2 separate regions of the Oryctolagus cuniculus genome follow, and region 1 is linked to region 2. The links are chromatin contacts, called in public Hi-C maps. All regions are on one chromosome and are shown on one strand. The core of a region is the stretch at or near the end of the contact, and the rest is flanking DNA. Distances in the headings are between cores, read along the strand shown.

Region 1 (4,423 bases), core at 675-3,174, 390 kb after region 2:
TGCTTATTCCGGACTGCTATTAGCAGAGTACTTCCACTTTGAAGTGCCAGAGTGAGAGATTTCAGGGTTTAGAGCACTAACAAAGGCTTAGAAACATAAACAGACAGGCTAGGAACGCGCCTCCTTGTGGGGTGGTCTTGCTGAGTTCTCCCTGAGAGGGAGAACCAGGGAGGCAGGCGCAGTCCCCTTTTTCTTCCGTGCTGTAGCTGTTGAAAGAGCTCCTTCAGGGAGTCCCACATTAGTTCGGATCAAGCTTCCTTTGTATCCCCTATCAGCCTATAATCTTTTGATTGTTGCCTGTTTTTCACCAGTGAAGAAATAGTAATCCACACTAGTTTATCTCTCCTAATCACAGACTCACAGAGCTGGGTTCTCTGGGCGATTAATTCCCTCTTAGACGCCTAACAGAGTGGATAGTAAACAAAGAGCAAATTTGCAACCTTCAACATAGCTAATTTCCTCTGATGTCAGAATACTTAAACAGGCAGGACCTGCGAATTATTTGATCAAACCTGCTTTTAATCTAAGGCAGGCAGAAGGGCTGTGTCTGGAAGGCTCAGCAGATGACAAGCACCCCCAGGGAGCCTTAGAGAGGGTTTCCTCTTTCAGAAACAGTAGCTTCCTCATTTCCAACTCCAAGGCTGCTCTGTGTTGTTGGAGTAAATTCATAATGGGTAGTTTTCCTGCTTTTTAGAGTTTTATTTTGTTTGGCTGAAAAACTGCTGACCGGATGGAAATAGTTTTCTTTGGCTGTTGGCTGGTTTTCTAATTGGCATATTGCCTTGATATTATTTTAAGTTTGCTAGGAAATGAATTATTAATAAATTATTATTGGAGGAAAGGGAGAAAAAGAGAAAGGATAAAGCGTGATCTGACATCACACACACATACTACTTCTACTGGGATAAGAAAGTGAAAACACAAAGAACAAAAGACATAAATCCATGTGGGTCTTTAGACTACGAAGGGTATTTTTCCACAGTGCTGGTTGGGAGGACAGAGTACTGTCCGGGATGTGTTAAGCAAAGAATTTACTAAATCAGAGACAGCCCTTTGACTTGGTTTCCCTTTAATTTTACTCACAACAGCCTGGCTACTCGCAAGTGGCATGTTGTCAGGAGAGAGAAGGAGATGAGGGGTGGAACTTTCACGTCCCTGCTTGAAATATCATTTTATGACTAGTTTTTGTAGCATTTCACCCGATTAGTGAGATGCCATTGGGAATTCTAATTGAACGGAAATTCGATTTTAAAGGCTAAGAAAGGACACTCTAAAGTGTCATACAAGATCAACCTTGCTCAGGTATCTTTTGGTGGGAATAGATTAAGTTAACAAACAAACATAGAAAAAGTGTGTTGAGTGCATTTTGCCTGTGAGTAAACATCCCTACTGTCTCCTGTTTTCCGCATCTGATCATAAATACTGCTCTCCACCTAAAGTGATTCAGAAGCCGCAGCTTAGAAATAAATTACCCACGCCGCCGCTTTGTGTAAATATGCAGCAAGAATCACGGGCTGCTCCATCTAGTATTTGCCTCCTTGGGTGACGATGAACGTCAAGGCCTGTTATTTGTCATTCTGAAGGCTGCCGGGTGATGATTCTTTTTATTGGTGTCTGCGGGCAAACATATTTCAACGCCCCACGTGCACGGGAGTTCTCGGGGCCGGCTGCCGCCTCTGCCCCCCACCTGCGCCTGCAGCCCCCCGGAGCTCGGCTCCACGCACGCCGCCCTCCTCCCTCTGCAGCTGGCGGCGGGCGCGCTGCCTCCAGCCCTGGACCTGCTCAGTCAGCTGGGGCCCCCTGCGGACGGGACCTGCCACTGTGCGCGCCATGGCAGCGGCAGCAGCATCCCCGCCAGCAGCGGCGGCGGCGGCGGAGGTGGCAGCGACTCGGACCACCGCGCACGCTATTGTTCCTTGGTGTTAGCAGCTCTTTTCCCTTCTTTTCATCTGCAGCGAACAATAGCAAGGGAGAGCTTGGCTGTCCGTCCTGCTCGGGAAGACGTTCGGAGAGCGCACAGGACAATCCCCTGCGGAGAGCGCTGGGATCCGGACCCTGGAGCGGCTGCGGGCGGCATGGGGCTGCGAGCGAGGCGCGCGGCGGCCGGGGGCCGGGCCGTCCTGCAGCTGCTGCCGCCGCCGCTGCTCCTGCTGCTGCTGCTGCTGCGCCCCGGCGCCTGCGGGGCTGCGGCGCAGGGCGAGGCGGAGGCGCCCACCCTTTACCTCTGGAAGACTGGTAAGTGGGACGCACTCCCCGGTCTTCCAGTCTGGCTCCACCTGAAGGGGCTTCTGGACTTCGGATGGGGCCCCCGAGCTTCCTGGGGGCCCGCTGATGCGGGGGTTCTAAGGCAAAAAGTGTGATCCCTAGGCAGCAAATTGGGTCATGTCCGATGTTACTCGGCAAGAAAAACATAACAACGGAGAGGCAACAGTGAGTCATTGCAATGTTATTTCTCCCGCAGCTCCGTAGGGCAAGGCTGCACTTTCAGCATGAAGTGCTGTGTTTGTAACCTCTGCCTTCTCATTCTGCTAACAAATTTAACTAAAATATGTTTCCAGCATAGAAGAAGCAAACAAACAGCTCTGGTCTTGACTCTGTCTTCCGGCAAGCGAGGCGCTCAGCGCCTTGACATAAGTGGATGGAGAGTTGAATTTGTTAAGTTTAGCTTTGTGATAAGTGGGACACGTGAAACAGCCTAGTTAGGGCGGGTCCAGAATCCAAGGTGAAAGGGGCTGGAGCCAGGCTGCTGGGACGACTGTGGAAAGCTTAATTCTTCGGGAGTGGACGGCAGGACCTTAAGCGTGTCTAATTGTTAGGCAGGTCTCTGGCTTTTAAACTTTGCCTTCTTTAGGAATTCGTTCTGCTTTATTTATTCAACTGACCAACAAAAGCAGCAACCAGCTGCCTCCGGGAGCTCCCAGCCAAGTGCCTGACAGTTCAGTGGGCAGTGAGGGGCTGGACAACAATGCGGAGAGAGGAATTCCCTCCCCCTCTGCTCCTGGCTAGCTCGCTCTGTCCACTAAAGGACACGGAGGAGTCTCCAGGAGACCTGGAATTTAACATGGCCCTAGGACACAGTGGGAAAGATGATTCCTGTTGCCTACAGCAAGCAATAATTAAAGAGTTCCTTGGAATGCCTCAATACTAAGAGGACATCACAGGGAAAGAAAGTCTGTATTCATTGTGGGATTGCAGACTTAGCAGAGTTGATCTCATTCCTGGCTTCAGCCCTTCTCTGCCCCCCTGCCGAACAGACAGATCAATCCACCCTACAAATGCACGGATTTCCTGAATTTTTAAAGAAGTTGCATCTCGCCGGTTATCTACTGAGGATAATAAATAGAAATGTATTTAAAGCCAAAGCACATACTTCGCCTGGAAAGGTTGCACGAAACACACAGACCACATTTGAGATTGCTAGATCAATCGGGCTAACACTTTAAATGTAAAGATCATTGATTAATGGATGCAGATGAAATCAAATTATATTCAATTTAAAAGAAGAGCTGAAGATCTTCTGTCATTTAGCTAAAGCCAAGATTTTACTTTTTAAAAGCTCTTTCATAATGACAAACTCCAATAAAATTCTAGTTTATCATTAAATAGTCTTAGTTGGATGGGTGGTAAGAGAATGTGAGGTAAGCAGGTGTTGGGCATATTAGTACTCCACTACCTGAAATTTGTATTAACAAAGTAACAAGAACCAAGCAGTAATTCAAAATGAAAAGAACCTAGACAATATTCACTGTGCAGCATCCGAGGTGCCAATATATGTCAACATAAATGTCGTGGTGGGAACACAAGCCAATAAACAGCTTAAAATAGTGGAGCGCTCTCAGGAGCAAGGATGGGGGGACCTTGAATCAAGTGCCAGTTCTGGCTCTTGCTGGCCGTGTGGACGCAGGCAGTTCACTTAACTTCTGACCCCTGGCTTTCTCAGCTGCATATAAATGGGATGAGACCATCTGACTATCCACAGTGCTGAGTGTTGTGAAAATCAAATCAGTGAGTTATGAGAAAGTAACTTGTCATCTTGGAAGTTATGGGGAAATTTAAGTTAACATGTTGGGGATGTACCTCTTTCTATGGTGATCCTTGGTTTGATGTGGGGAGGAAGGCAAATTAAAGTGGAGAACAAAATAATATCTTGATGTTTTTCCCAGGGAGAAAGCAGAGTTTATTATATCTATATAGGATTTGAGAGTAGTTTTTAGAGAAATTAGAAATATTTAAAGGAAAGTCATGTACTCTAAATGAAAACCTAGAAGTGACAGATTCCTAAGTGTCTATCACTTGATGAAAACAAAGAGACAGAAAGGGAATTGGGAGAGGAAGGAGGTGGGACAGTCTTTGCTGTTTGTTCCAGTGAGATGAATTAATCTTAGTACAGAAGGTTATAGGGAATCACATTAATGGTGAGGTC
Region 2 (4,202 bases), core at 913-3,412:
CCAAATGGCCACAATGGCCAGGATTGAGCCAAAAGCAGGAACCTAAAACTTCATCTGATTCTCCCATGTGGGTGGCAGGAGCCCAAATACTTGGGCCATCTTCCACTGCTTTCCCAGTACATTAGCAGGGAGCTGGATCAGAAGTGGAGCAGCTGGAACTCGAACTGGCACTCATATGGGATGCTGGCATTGTGGGTGGCAGCTTAACCACTGCACCACAATGCCAGTCTGGAGAACAGATTATTAATTGCAAGAAATTCTTAGGTTTGCTTGTTTATTCCATAACCTGAAGCCATGGCTCTAGGCACAGTGATAGTTCATTTTACCATGTCAATTTGACTAGGTTAAAGAATACATAGAAACTGGAAAAGCATAACTTTGAGTGTGCCTGAGGGTGTTTCCAACTGAGATTAGGTAGCATACGAGTGTGAGTGCACTAAGTGAGAAGACCCAGCCCTGATGTGTGTGGGCATCATCAATGGTTTGGAGATCTAGAGAGGCAAAATGAGAAGGGCTGGGATCCGTTCCAGTGTTTTTTTTTTTGTTTTGTTTTTTTTTTTTTTTTTTTTTTGGACAGGCAGAGTGGACAGAGAGAGACAGACAGAAAGGTCTTCCTTTGCCGTTGGTTCACCCTCCAATGGCCGCCGCGGCCGGCGCGCTGCGGCCGGCGCACCGCGCTGATCCGATGGCAGGAGCCAGGAGCCAGGTGCTTCTCCTGGTCTCCCATGGGGTGCAGGGCCCAAGCACTTGGGCCATCCTCCACTGCACTCCCTGGCCACAGCAGAGAGCTGGCCTGGAAGGGGGGCAGGCAACCAGGACAGAATCTGGCGCCCCAACCGGGACTAGAACCCGGAGTGCCGATGCCGCAAGGCGGAGGATTAGCCTAGTGAGCCACGACGCCTGCCCCTTTCTGTTCTTGTCTCAGATGTCAGCTGCTAGCCTTCGGGCTCTGGGACCACAGCGGCAGCGCCATTGCTGGCACTCGGGCTTTTCAGCCTCTGAGTCTCACATCTCAGCTTCTCCGGTCCTGAGGTCCCTGCACTTGGACTGGGCGGTGCTACCAGCATCCCAGGCCATCCAGCCTGCAGACCACCCGTGGAGGGACTTCTCACTGCCACAATCACATGAGCCAAACCTCCTGATAAATTCTCCACATACCCACATGCATATCCTAGCAATTCTGTGTCGCTACAGAATCCCAAATAATGCAGGCACCAAAACCTGTGAATTCATTTCTGTGAAAGACTTTGATTCTGCAAAGGGTTGGCTTCAGGATACTTCATCTGACTGTGCACACTACTGATGCAGTCTCTCAACTGACTGACATTTTCTGAGGACTAGAAGAGCGAACAGGAATTATTTTCAAACTCCTTCATGTGATAAGTCAATTATTTCTTTGGATTTGAACCTATGTCCCCATTTCAAGGAGGCCAGCCATGACCCGTGTAATGCCATAAGGCACCACGCCTGCAACACTTTAGATGTCACCAGCTGAACGTGAGAGGTCAATGTAAAGTCTGACCACTTCCTTTCCAGTATCCAGAAGCCATGACGAGACTGGCTGGTTCAATCCATGAGAAAAACTTGCAAGGCAGCAACAGAGCTTGCTGAAAAATGTGGGCACTTGCACTGAGAAAAAGTGCTCACAATAGTCAAAAACAAATATTTTGGGAAAAATTGTTTCTTTTTCTCCCCATAAAAGAAAAAAAATAACTGTAGGAAGTGGAATTCTTTATTCCCAGAACATCAAACCTGCCCATGTTGCGGCTGTCATTCAGCTGTGTAGGCTCTGTGGGGCCAGAGTGAGATCTTTCTGGAGCCCTGTGGTTGAAGGAAGGCTACAGACTAGGGAGGACAGAAGGCAGGCTGCAGCGCACGATAAAGCCCTCATGCATAGGATTTTCTGGAAAGCTTCCAACCTTAGGTTTGCATTAGCAAGGAAGAGGGTGCCAGTGAATACCCCTAAGTTTTCTTCTTCCTGAAATGGGAGAACAGAGATCTCCCAAGAAGACCAATGTTAGTCAGCATTGCTTAGATGACAGATCTTCCAGGCCCTGTTAAAGGACACAATGAAGAGAATATTCCAGTTCCACCAGTGTCTTCCAAGTGAGTAAATACTGAGTTTCCACCACAACGCAAACCTTTCCCAGCCTGGGTGGGCAGAGCTTACAGGCTCTGCCAGTCTGATTACTCAGCAGGGTGAGGAAGTTGTTAGGTTACCCACCCCCAGGGGATATTCAAATGACAAGCTGGTTGCAACAAAAAACGAATAACCAGTCAAAAATGAATTATCCCTGAGTAACCTCCAATAGAACACTCATGCTGATAATATTCATGTGGAAGTCTAATTAGGCCCCAAGCTCTTTTTAAAAGCCACATTGCAATTAATTAAAATGATTGCTACTCATTACTTTTTTAAAAAAACAAGTAAATTATTTTTTCTACATACAAAACTGTTAGAGAAGAAAAAAACACACTTAAACTAGCTTATTACAGTTTTTATGCTGAGAGAGATAAAATATTTGTAAGATGAGCTTTCGTATTTTCAACTGTTCATAATGATTTGGGATAAGGCAGGTAGCTGTTTTTAGGATCACTAGCTGGAAGCCACACCTCCCCTTGCCCTATGTAATCCTACCCACTCACCTGTCAATCAAATGTCCCCTTCAAGATGTACCTCCCTTACCTGGAACCTGGGGGCAGTACCATGTATCCACTCCCTTTTCTAAGCTCATAGGAACTCTGGCAAAGGGGAAGGGGCTCTCTTTCTCTTTCTTCACATGGGCCCAGAGCAAGCAGGGTACTAAAATCTCTCTCTCCTTTCCCTTCCTGGCTCACTTTTCCTGAACAATGCCCATGGGTGTTTATGTTGTCCTCATCTTTTAAGTAAGCTTCATCACTTTCTGACTTGTATTTGTGCCTGTACTTAGAATGCTTCTGTAAGTAAGAGGCAAGAGTTTAGACACAAATGAGCCCACAACAATTTGAATTAAAGTTATGTATTATGAATACTTTAGCTAATATTGAACAATAATTGAATTAACAAGTAAAAATTAAAGTTAAGATTTGTGATTTTCCATTGAGGACCACATTTAATAAATCCTCATAGCCACTTTAACAGCAGTGCTATGAAATGGGACCTCTCAGTAGAAGTTTTGAGAGCTGTGGTCATTTATGGCACTAAATCAAATTTTAATAAAGGTCTATGACATATTATTCTTCTAATAATTTCTCTTAATTAGAATAATAATTCCTATGTCAATGTTAATTGTAGCATGGTTTGTAACATTAACAAATAAAAATTAATGAATAATAAGATTTTTAAATGACAATAGTAGGAAAATTATATATCTAGCAATAAAATCACTATTGACAATAAAAAATGATTATACCCTATAAAATGGCTGTCTTAGACAAAAACAGTGAAATGGCAAATTTCTGGGATAATAATTAGAAATGCTTTCATTTAAAAAATTATATTTTGCATACGTACAAGCACATATTAGTTTTTTAAAATCAGAAAATTTCTAAAAAAGATTTCAAATTCTTCAAACTGGTTACTTCAGGAGAGTGAGATTGGGAGGTTAGGGGTAACTTAGGTAGATTTTACTTACTACTTTATGTAAATATCTTATGGTAACCTTAAATTAGCTTTGGTATTTATGATTTCTTTTTTGTCAGATTATTTGCCTCAAACTGTATATTGCTTGCTTGTTTTTTCTCTTTTTTTAGCTCAAAAGGAACAACAAAAATTAATGAAGTAGTTAGTATGTTATTTGTATACATTTTATATACATACAGTTGTGGTATTTGTAATTGTACATTTTCACAGTAAAATCTTTTGCCATCTCATTACTGCACATATATTAAAGTTGGAAATTGTTGTATTTAAATTAAGGGGAATGGTTTATGGTCTCATGAGTATTATCATAAGATTAAAATTAATTACTCAGGATTTTTTCATATGGGGCCAATCCGGACAGGTAATCTGTCATAGGCTAATGTTATTAGCTTGATTCATGTTATCAAAATATATTTCTGATAATACCAGAGAAGGGGGTGGAGGCGAGAGAGATGTACTGCATATCAAAAGGATAATGCCAAGTTCTTTTGTTTGCATTAGTTCTAACATTCAGAGACTATATTTATGGCAAAGAGTCTAGTTTATAGTTAACCCATTCAAGAAAAAAGCTTACATGTGC

What was found. A called contact is a pair of places that touch in the nucleus more often than the background predicts.
Region 1: a Hi-C map of an unstated tissue shows a contact between it and region 2, with 5 times the contacts expected there. The contact joins the promoter of THSD7A here to the enhancer-like site in region 2. A contact is called at or near these places in 3 of 6 Hi-C or Micro-C datasets (embryonic fibroblasts, skin fibroblasts and an unstated tissue).

The regions. Positions count from the first base shown.
Region 1 is chr16:34,238,125-34,242,547 of mOryCun1.1, forward strand. It overlaps THSD7A (thrombospondin type 1 domain containing 7A), which reads left to right and starts at 1,925. Exons shown (of 27, transcript XM_070059784.1): 1 at 1,925-2,235. The coding sequence starts at 2,076.
Region 2 is chr16:33,848,934-33,853,135 of mOryCun1.1, forward strand. No RefSeq gene overlaps it. Among named protein-coding and RNA genes, the nearest start is that of TMEM106B, 71 kb to the right of the region's middle. Within about 2 kb of position 2,163, at least 1 of the 8 cell types and tissues checked has an H3K27ac peak or open chromatin away from gene starts, as enhancers often do.